Regions from separate parts of the Rattus norvegicus genome. Here region 1 is linked to region 2. The links are chromatin contacts, called in public Hi-C maps. All regions are on one chromosome and are shown on one strand. Each heading gives the region's core, a stretch centred on a gene start, on an enhancer-like site or on the middle of the called end of the contact. The rest is flanking DNA. Distances are from core to core; before and after follow the strand shown. Region 1 overlaps LOC102553430 (a long non-coding RNA gene). Region 2 holds the start of Gas1 (growth arrest-specific 1).

Evidence for each region. Hi-C and Micro-C count contacts between places; a contact is called where the count stands out from the background.
Region 1: a contact with region 2 is called in a Hi-C map of the Rat2 cell line, with 4 times the contacts expected there. The contact joins the enhancer-like site here to the promoter of Gas1 in region 2. A contact is called at or near these places in 2 of 12 Hi-C or Micro-C datasets (the Rat2 cell line and psoas muscle) and 1 of 1 datasets of contacts at active chromatin or transcription factors (oligodendrocytes).

The regions. Positions count from the first base shown.
Region 1 is chr17:4,640,204-4,645,689 of GRCr8, forward strand. It overlaps LOC102553430 (a long non-coding RNA gene), which reads right to left. Exons shown (of 3, transcript XR_360697.4): 3 at 4,156-4,557. Among named protein-coding and RNA genes, the nearest start is that of Gas1, 160 kb to the left of the region's middle. Within about 2 kb of position 4,063, at least 19 of the 93 cell types and tissues checked have an H3K27ac peak or open chromatin away from gene starts, as enhancers often do.
Region 2 is chr17:4,483,630-4,489,194 of GRCr8, forward strand. It overlaps Gas1 (growth arrest-specific 1), which reads left to right and starts at 4,087. Exons shown (of 1, transcript NM_001400814.1): 1 at 4,087-5,565. The coding sequence starts at 4,513.

The DNA of each region.
Region 1 (5,486 bases), core at 2,813-5,312, 160 kb after region 2:
GAGGCAGGGTCTGGAGTTCAGTGTCATACTTGGCTACATAGTAACGTGTAGGCTAGCCTGGGCTGAGACTCTGGTAAGGAAAAACAAAAAAAATCCCACAGGCACCAATGCTGAGATACCCATGATTCACCACATCCCATGACTACTCTCTATAGCGATAGTTTTATTTGTAGAACAGTGTGGTGGTTTGAATGGGAAATGCCCCCCCACCCTATGTATTTGAATACTTGGTCCCCAGTGGGCAGCATAGCTCGTTGAACCCTTAGAGGATGGGGCCTTGCTGGAGGAAGGACATCACTCTGGGTGGGCATTGAGTCTATAATCCTGCTCCATCCACTTCGTCCCCTCCTTCCCCTCCCCACCTCTCTCTCTGTGTGTGTGTGTCTGTCTGTCTGTCTGTCTCTCTGTGTGTCTCTGTCTGTCTAATTGTAAGACAACAAAATCTCTTTCCTCATTTATCACAGCAGCAGAAAAGTAACCAACGCGCACAGTTTTCGAGTCACACGAAAACAAGGAAGAGAGTGCATACAGAGTTCCTGCGTAGCTCATGTTCTGAACCTCTATTAACATACCAGATTAGCATGCCGCATCTGTTGTAATTAACCAACAGGTATGATACATTAACCAAAGCCAGTCATTCACATTATGTTCTTCTGATTTCCTTATCTTCTGTCCCTTACCCCATCTCTGCTGTGGTGTCATGAACAGCAGGGTGCTGTTTCTAGTTGTGAGAACTTCTCATCTTTCGGTTCCTCTCGGTAGGCCAGCTTCTCACACTTTCCTGCCTTTAGATAATCTTGACCATTTTGAGGACTCTCATCACAATATGGAGTCTGACACATGTCCCCATCTGGGATGTGTCCCCTCTGTTTGCTCTGTACCAGTCCTTAGGCCAGGAGAAAGTTCAACAGACCAAATGCTGCTTCACCACCTCGTTTCTATAACAGATACTTTCCGCCTGACTTACCACGGTGAATGTCGGTCTGCGTCCCTTGCTGAGACCATGATTTCCAGGTCCCTTCCCCACCTTCATCCCTCGCCCTGTGAAAGGCAGTCACTGGGCACAGCCCAGCTTAACTGGGGGGTAATGTTCTACCCCAGTGATGGTGGACTTCCAACATGACCGCAGGATTTTACCCATGAATTGTGTCTCTCCTTGCCCACTTCTTGGTTCGGCAATTGACTTACGTGGTCACCCTCAGATGTCTGTTGTGTGTGTTCTGCTATATACCAGACTTCACTGACTTTCTGGCTCCAGAGTCTCCCCCACTTTGGCCACTGGGGTCCCTCTGCCAGATATACTTTCGGCCTGGTTCTAGAATCAGTTGTTTATCTGAGGAGTTCTGGTTCTTTTTACTGGAGCATGGAGTTAGACACCGAGAGCTGGGCACTAAGTGTGCATCTTTGTATGAGGACCTTTTTTCTTTTTCATTTTAGAATTCTTGGGTGCGTAGGGTGCCTTTTGGTATTAGCTAGCGCTCTCTCTCTCTCTCTCTCTCTCTCTCTATATATATATATATATATATATATATATATATATATATATATATATATATATATATATATATATCATTGGGGCTGGCTTACAGGTTCAGAGGTTCAGTCCATTATCATCAAGGTGGAAACATGGCAGCATCCAGGTAGGCCCGGGGCAGGAGAAGCATCTCCAGTACAGTTGCAACTAGGCTTCACCGATAGGCTCTCATAGGCGCTCTTCATGGTACCGAGCCTCAACTCCTTTGCATGATTCCTTCAGCCCTGGGCCATCCACTGCAGCTGAGGCTGCACCTTCACCAATGGCCTTCCGTGGCCTCTCACAGTGCCAAGCCTCAGCTGCTCTTCATGACCCACCCCTTCATACTCAAAACCAGGACCACCTGGGTGACTCTTACACATTGCCAAGTGCAGCTGTAGCATGAGATACAACCTTGGCGATCTCTGGAACACAGCTCCTTTGTGTTCTCAGAAAAACACTTCCCAGAAGATTTCACCTCAGTGATGCTGGTCTCTTCTTAATCGCTGCTAATTTCTTAGCTCCAGCATCAATTTTCCCAGTAGTTCCTTTTATTCTGGACTCTAAAGCCAGAGCTACATGGCCAAAATTGCCAAGTCCTGCTGCTTGCTGGGGCTGGAACATGGCCCCCTTGTTCTATTACATTATCACCAGCTTTCTGCTTCGCAACTCCTTCACTGCCTAAGTTTGGCTGTCTTGGAACTTGCTCTGTAGACTGACTTTGAACTCAGAGATCTGCATGCCTGTCTTCTAAGCACTGGGATTAAAGGTGTCACATGAATGTTATTTATAAATGAATGATATATAAATATATTGGGAGCATGTGGCCCAGTTTTAACCCACACATAATGAAAAATTCTTGGCTAATTTGCCCTAAAACATGGCCATTAACAGAACCCATCCTAATAACCTTGAGTCACCACAACTCCCTCCACTATGACCTCATGGTCCTAAGAGAATCTATTGCTTCAGAGCTGGGTATGCATTCTGTGGTTGAGGACAACAAGGCATGGCTTCTATAAGCCCACCCAGTGGAGTCAAGCATAGTCCCCCAGAAACAGTTAGTACTGTTAGCTGTGTGTTTGCTTCTAAGAGAGCTACCCCAGATGGGACCACAGCAGAGGCCCAGAAAGGAGAGAAGCTTCAGCCAGGGGTTCTGGGTGACAGAACCATAGCCAGAGGTGCTTACTGACAGCCGTAACCAGGGTGCTGACTGACATAGCTGAGCGTCCTCTGCCACACAGCTGGACAGAACCTAGCACATTCCTCCAGGCCATCTGCGTGGTTCATAGACCTTGAGCCTTTGGTAACATGCCTGTCTCCATTAGGAACACTGAGGGAAGATGTGATTGGTCAGTGACTCTTGAACCCGAGAACAAGGAACAGTCATAGTTTGTTTCCTGCCACCGAGAACATGTTACCATGGGAACACGTCAATGAACCCAGGAGTATGTCCTCCAGAAGCCCTTGGGTCCCACAGCAGGAGACAGGTTAGCACGGAGCATGTTTTTCCCTAAACGGATAAATGCCCTGAAACTGAAGGGCGATGCTCTTAAAGAGAACGCTCCTCTGAGGCCCCACGGCTGTACACACGAGGTTCGAGATCAAGATGTGACTAATGGTGATACCTTCTCTCCATCTCCACACCAGCCTAACCTTGCTGGGTGACTGGTGGTAACGTCCACAGTGGCCATGCCAAATAACTTGCCCTTCAAAGAAAAGTTGAGTCACCCTGGAAAGCCTCCTTCTTAGCTTTTCCAGATAGAAGAGATGATGTTGTTTATAAGGTCTGCAAGAGGGGGCCATCCACCCTGAGATGGTCTGTGAAGATGTATCTGTGAGCACTTGAGGCTCTGCAGCCTGGATCAGAGCAGCTGCAGCAATGCTGTCCACTGCTCCCCACTTCCTCCTTCCTTCCTATTAGCCTCACTGAGGGGTTCAGCCATAAAGCCTTGTTCCTCAGCAGCTGGATTGCCAGCTGACAAGAATCCCCATGGCAGCTCCATCCTCCCCCCAGTCCTCCCTGCCTCCTCTGTTGGCCTCACAAAGCCCTCCCTCCCCACAACCCTGTCTCCCTAAAGCCTCCCCTGATCCACGACCCCAAGTCAGGCCAGAGAAATGTGTTTGTCAGAGAATTGGAAAGACCTCAGTTTGGGGTTAAAAAGCACAGAAAAATCCCAGTGTCGGGCTGTCATTGTTGCAACCCTAATGTTACCCTGCTCAAAGCGCCACTGATTAAAACCAGGGCAGTTAATAAACCGCAGGCTTTATTTCCCCTCAAATGTCTATAACCACTTTCTTCAACCCCTATTAAAAGGCAAAACCCCAAGAAAAACACAGCTTTGGAGACCGAGGGCCCTTATTCCCCAGAGGAAGAAGAGGTGAGCCAGCTCTCTCTCTCTCTCTCACCTTTCCCCCACCGAGCAGAGCCCAGCGTTTTAATAACTAAAGAGAGAGATCAATAAAAAGCAAGGAGAGCTATCCCTGGTCTGCAGTCCCCCTCAGCCTGGCCTCCTTCACCAAGGCATCTGCCAGCAGCAGTTCTAGCCTCTGACTCACATCCTCATTACGTTCTTCTCCGCCTGCCTTCCCCTTAAGGGACCGACTTTTCCTCCCATCTAAGCCAAAAGAATTTCTCTGGATTAAGGGGACTGATGAAAGCATTTTTAATATTCGAGTTCAGGTTTGCGAGCTCCATAAAAAACAGACTTGTTCCCAACTGCCGCCGGCTCTGAGCTCCTGCCTCCCCTCACGGATGGTTTCTCTTCTCCATTTGCTCTGCAGGGGGTGTCTCTGACCCCCTCCCCCATCATCCCCAGAGGCTCTGCCAGCAGGACTGGTCACCTCACAGCCTCACCACCCTCACAGCCTCGCTGTGGCTGCCTGCCTGCCCCCCAATGCAGGATGTAGCGTCTTTCAAACATCCTTCACCCAGGTGGTGATGGGACTTAGAAGACATCTTTCACGTTGATGCCATCTGTCTTTCCGAGTAAAAAACTGGTTTGACGACGCGCTGAGCACCTCAGAGGGGAACAGGTCTCAAGCTGCAGGGGAAAGTTTTGACAATTGATTCCAGGCAAAACTGGAGCCTCCCCCACCTCCTCTGCCTACCCTGCCTGGGACTAAGGAGGTGGAAGGGAGGGAGGTTGGTGTCTTTCCAGGGCTGCAAGATACTCTTTGTTCTTTGTTCTTCCTACATTCTTGCTCCCCAAATTAATGCCAACTTTTACCTTAGAGCCAGGAACCTTGGAGTTAGTGGGGCGAGCATGCCTTTTCTGAAGGGCCTTTGCCAGCAACGACATGAACCATGAACGTAGCTCAATTTAAAGGTCCTGAGCAGCAAGAGGCCTGGGCCAACCCTAGTACCATTCTGAGCTTAGGGCCTGAGATCTGTCTGCTTAGGAAATAACTCTGTCCACATAAGTGCTGCTCCCTGTTGTCAGACCAAACGTCCCTCTGGTCTCCAAGTTAAGGCTCATTCTGAAAGGGTCAAGTCCTCTCCACTGAGTGCCTCCCACCCTCCCTCCCTCCTCCCCTCCCTCCTTCTTCCCCTCTTTCCCTCCCTCCCCCCTCCCTCCCTCTGTGGCATTTTCCATCCTCTTTCTCATCCAATCACACCACCACCCGTGAGGTGATTATCTTCAGTGTGGCGTGTGTCAGCATCCATGAACCAGACATCGCACTTGGTGACAGGGTAGGAGTGTGTGTATGTGTGTACTCAGGTGACATTAGTTACAAATCCCACCTGAAGGTATCCTATCCTGAAGCAGTTGCTAACTCAGATCACTGAGTCACGCAGAAAAGGCTGCCCTTGTCTGGATGAGGACATGTTTAAGTGACTCCATTTTTTTTTTTTTTAAATTGGATATACTCTAGCGATTTTAGTGCTTAGGGCAGGACGGCCCCAGTGTTCCCATTTTAAACATTTTCACAACAAAAAAACTAACAAAACCCCATCTCCCTATTGCTTTTC
Region 2 (5,565 bases), core at 2,837-5,336:
TAAAACGTAAGCTGGCCCAAATTAAATGTTTCTCTTTACAAGAGTTGCCAAGGTCACAGTATCTACGCACAGAAATAGAAACCCTAAGACAGGCACCATCAGGAGTGCAAGTATCCCTTTCAATTTCACGCCTACAACATGCCTTACAGGCTTTGCCCAGGTCTGATTCCTCCTTATAATTCCTTTAGCATGTGTCTGCAACCGAGGATCATACGAGAGCTCTCAGCCACCATTCCAGCACCATGCTGGCCAGCCATCATGATTCCCATCATGCTGATCGTGGACTGGTTCTCTGAAACTCTAAGGAAGGCCCCCATCAAATGCTTCCTTTTATAAGTTGCCTTGGTTGGGGTGTTTCATCTCGGCAATAAAATATTAACTAAGACATGGCAGGAATCCTCTGGGAAAGCTAGCTACCAAGGTATCTTCAAGCTCCGAGTTTGATTGAGAGACCCTGCCTCAGGGAATAAGGTGGGAGAGTCAATGCGAATGATTTCAGCCGACAACCCGAGGCCTCCACAAGCATGTGCATACAAGTGCAGATACAGCCACTGCCGTAGATGTTTTTCTATTGCTGTGAAGAGATACCATGTCTGAAGGTTTAGATTTTTCTAAAAGAACTTACTTTTAATAAGGGTTTTCAAACCCTTCAGTCCCCCCACCCCCTTCTAGCCCATCATCCAAAGTTAGGGGAGAAAAGATGGTCAACAGGACAAGGGGAGGTGGACCTGTTTAGAAGCAGCTTTTTTGGGGGGGTGGGGGGGGATTCCAGTCTCTGTGGTTAGGATACCAGCAGTCCAGTTTGGTAGTGTCAGGACACCAAACACAAATCAGCAGTAGAAACAGCCAGGCCTCCAATGAATTAGCACAAGGCCCGGCAGAAACAGCCAGGACCCCTGGAGAAGTTCTCTGCCACGCCTCTCCCAGCAAAGTGAAGATCCACAGAGATGCAGGACCAACCAGGCATTGCAAGGCTAGCTATGCAAGCCTCCATCACTGTCCATCGAGTCCCGTTCGTGCTCCCTCCACACATCACGTGTCCTCCCCGGGTCTAGCCTCGGCAAAACACCAGGAGAGTCTGCGTCACATGACACAGGGAGAAACTTCCACCTCACATGTCCAAGGCAACTTATAAAAGACAGCATTCTTTGAGGGGTTACAGTTTCAGATGGTGAGTCTATGGCCACCACTGTGCAGGCTACAGCAGCAGACAGCCCAGCGTGGTGCCCAGGTCAGTGGCTGAAAGCTTACAGTTGAAACAACAACCAGGTTGCAGAGGGCAAGACCGGACCTGGTGGGAACTTTCGAAACCTCAGTGTCCATTCCCGGTGACAGGCAACGTCTCTTAATCCTTTCCAAAATGGTTCCTCGGTCTAGGGAGCTACCTTTCAAATATATGAACCTATGGGGACCATTCTCTTTCTTATTCTAATACGCACGCACGCACGCACACGCACACACACGAGCTCACTACAGACACAAAATAGGTTTGAGCTTAGCCGTTGAGAACACCTGCTGCTTGGTTGCTCTTGTACAAGACTCAGTTCAGTGCCCAGCACCCACATTCCAGCTCACCACAGTCCCTGACTCCAGTTCCAGGGCGTATGAAGCCCTCTTCTGGCCTCCGCAGGTACTGCAGGTACGTGAACCGCAAAACATACAAGCAGGCAAAACACATTTAAAAAACAAATACCTACGATAAAAGCCAACACAGCGTGCTGAGGAAGTAGACTGTCAGGCCTTAGGAGGCTGTTCCATCAACAGGCTGGCTGAGACACCACCAGTGGGAAAAGTGAGCCTGTCCTTGGTGTCCCTGGGGAGTAAAATGCCAAGTGGGACTTTAGGAGGGAGAAGTCAATAAGAGGAGAGGGGAGGAGGAGCAAGGGAGGGAGGGAGGGAGGGAGAGAGGGAAGGAAGGAGGGAAGGAGGGCGGGAAAGAAGAATTCATAGACATGGTGTTCTTAATGAATGAAAGCTCAGGACCCAGAAAAGTCTATGTGTGGAGGTAGGAAGATATACACAGCCTGTTGTGGCTACCTGCTCCTCTCGCCTTGCACGTCAAGGCCAGGCGTTTGCAGACATGTTCAGGGTGAGCAGAGCTCTTAGCCTCCCTTAACTCCCACTGAGACCTGTACCTAGGCTAAGATGGAATCATGTGACAGTCAGAACATTGTCCCCAGTAAGCAGCTACGCAGCATCAGTAACCACCACTGCCACGCCCCCTCCCCCGGAGCTAGGAATCCCAATATGCACACAAGGTCTCCAGATGATTCTCCAGCAGGGTGTTTTGAGATGATCTAAGGACGCCAGAACATACACAAACTTGAAAACACATCCCAGGGCTGGCCCTCTTAGGAGCTTGGGAATCACGGATTGTTACTGATAAAACGGACCTTAGCAAATGTGCAATCTGACCTTAAAGCAAGAGCCCCGAAACTCTCGCTAGATGGAACTAGCTGGCCTTGAACTTGCAGTGAGCCTCTCGCTTCTGCCTGGGATAAACAGGCTTGCTGCCCCACGTCTGGCTAGTTCTTAAGGATACATTTGCGTTTGTTTTCTAAGACTAAACTTGGGATTAGGGTTAGGGTAGGAACAAAGTGGCTCCTCACTGCTCAGTCTGTCTCTCTCATGGTTTGAGGGGGCTGCAGAGGCACCGTTTCCTCAGCCTGGGCGGCCAGCTTTTCCAAGAGCCAGGTTAATCCGTCTGGCCCTCACTTTCGCCCTTACAAACTCTCTTAACTCTTTGGAGAGGTGGACAGTCCACTTTCTGAACTCACTGCAACTGGGGCTCCCTTTGCTTCAGCAGCGATTTGGCCTTAAAATCTGTGACAGACCGAGTTGATAGTCTCACCACGGAAAGGGGAGGGAAAAGCGCCAGTTTTTGACAGGCCACAGACTCGCGGTGCCTCTAGTGGCCAAAAGCTGCATTGAGCCACAGTTAAGGTATCTTTTGAGAGTCCTGCTCAGGCTGCAAAGCCTGCTCCACCGGTGGCTTTTGCTTTAAACACAGTGAGGAACTGAGACGTGCAGTTTACAGCATGTAGCGGGTCAGTTTATCCCCGTCCTCTGTGCTGTGACTGCAGCCAGGTGGTAGCGCTCAACATTCCCAGAGTTTTTAATGCCATGATTTGTCATTGCCGTTCGTATTACAATAAATCGTGAGTTAAGAAATGGTTTCAGTTCTTTGGATTTCTTAGTTTGAAAACGATGCCCAGTGTCAGGTCCTTACCTGCTGGAAAGGGGGACCGAAAGTGTCCTTCTTGTGGTGGTGGCTGTGTGTGTGTGTGTGTGTGTGTGTGTGTGTGAGAGAGAGAGAGAGAGAGAGAGAGAGAGAGAGAATGCCCGCGTGTGCCCGCGCGCGCAATTGGTATCTAAGTTTCTAAAGTCTCACATTGAATTCTCAAGACTCCCTGCCTTCGCTATACCCCCCGAGGTGATCAGAACTCAGAGATGAGGAGCCTGAAAATTAAAGTGACTTTCGGATTCTCTCGGATGCAAAGATGGGGGATCAGTAAGAATTAATAAAAGTGTCCCCCTCCCCACCCAAACAAAAAGGGGGCGGGGGAAGCGAACAAAAAGGCCGGTGGCTGAGCCGGATGCAGGCAGCTGGCCCTAAGCCCTGCCCGCTGGCTCTGTGCGCGAGCTGGGGTTCGGTATCCCAGCCTCCTGAAGAGTGGGAGGAGCTGGGCCTGTGTCAGGCTCCCTAAGCCGTTCCTTTCAAGCCCTGAATGCCTGAATGTGAGCTGCCCACCGCCCTCCCCCACTCTGCAACCCCACTCCAGCGGCTCGTAAAAAAAAAAAAAAAAAAAAAAAAAAAAAAAAAAAAGTTTCAACAACAACAGGCTGGACCAATAGCGGCGCGCAAAGCCGGGGAAAGGGGCCGAGCAAAGGGCGCCCGAGAGTGGAGAAAGGAGAAAGCGGGCAAGCCCGGAGCGCGCGGGGCTGGGGCTCGGCAAGCTGGAGGAGCGTTGCTAATGTTTTTGTTTGTTTGCTTTTCTATGCATGCATAATGAGGGGGCGCCGCGGCACCACACGGGGGCTCCCGGCCCACTTTTGTATTTAAAGCCCCGCCGCGAGCGAGTCGGCAGCCGGGCTCCGCGGATCCGCTCCCCAGGCTCCGGGTCTCCGAGCAGAGCCGCACGCTCCGAGTTTCGGGGTCCTCCCTGCGCCTGGCTCCCAGAACTTCCCGGAGTGCGGCCCAGGCCCGGGTAGAGGGGGAGGGGACCAAGCGTCCTGGTCGCGGGAAGGCGGGATGCCAGAGCTGCGAACTGCTACGCGCTACTGAGCCGGGAACGGAGGAGCCACCGGCCACACGACCTTCTGCAGGCGCCTTGCACCATGCACCCCCGGCGCCGCGCGCTCCTGCAGCCTCGCCGCGTCCCCCAGGGACGGCACTGAACGCTTCCAGCCGCCGATCGGAGCCGGACCTGCGTCGCCGCGCCTCTCAGGGAGCCCCGGCCGCGGTGCTGGAGCAAACACCCGCCTCTACCAGCCGCGGGGCCGCCGGCATGGATGGATGAGGACGCCCATGCCAGAAGTGCGCGGAACTCGGACAAACTTTTCCAGCGGCCCCGCGGCCGCCACCCGAGCCTCGTTTCCGCTCCGCACCGCGTCCGGCGGCCGCTGCTGCCCGCGATGCTAGCCGCACTGCTGGGCGGCGGCGGAGCCCGCTCGGGGAGCTTGCCGGGCGCCTTGCTGTGCCTGATGGCGCTGCTGCAGTTGCTGGGCTCGGCGCCGCGGGGCTCGGGGCTGGCGCACGGCCGCCGCCTCATCTGCTGGCAGGCGCTGCTGCAGTGTCAGGGAGAGCCGGACTGCAGCTACGCCTACAGCCAGTACGCCGAGGCGTGTGCGCCGGTGCTCGCACAGCGCGGCGGAGCTGATGCTCCTGGGCCCGCCGGCGCCTTCCCCTCCTCGGCCGCGTCCTTCTCGCCGCGCTGGCGCTGCCCGAGCCACTGCATCTCGGCGCTCATCCAGCTCAACCACACGCGCCGCGGGCCCGCGCTGGAGGACTGCGACTGCGCGCAGGACGAACACTGCAGGTCCACCAAGCGCGCCATCGAGCCCTGTCTGCCGCGCACCAGCAGCGTGGGCCCGGGCGCGGGAGCGGGCTCGGTCATGGGCTGCACTGAGGCCCGGCGGCGCTGCGACCGGGACAGCCGCTGCAACCTGGCACTCGGCCGCTATCTAGCCTACTGCGGCAAGCTTTTCAACGGTCTCCGCTGCACCGACGAGTGCCGCGCGGTCATCGAGGACATGCTGGCGGTGCCCAAGGCGGCGCTGCTCAACGACTGTGTGTGCGATGGGCTGGAGAGGCCCATCTGCGAGTCGGTCAAGGAGAACATGGCCCGCCTGTGCTTCGGCCCAGATGCGAGCAACGGTCCGGGCAGCAGCGGCTCGGACGGGGGCCTAGACGACTACTACGACGAAGAATATGATGACGAGCAGCGCGCTGGGGCCGCGGGCGGCGAGCAGCCCCTGGACGACGACGACGGCCTTGCGCGCCCGGGCGGCGGCGCTGCTGGGGCAGGCGGACGCGGGGACTTGCCCCACGGGCCGGGGCGCAGG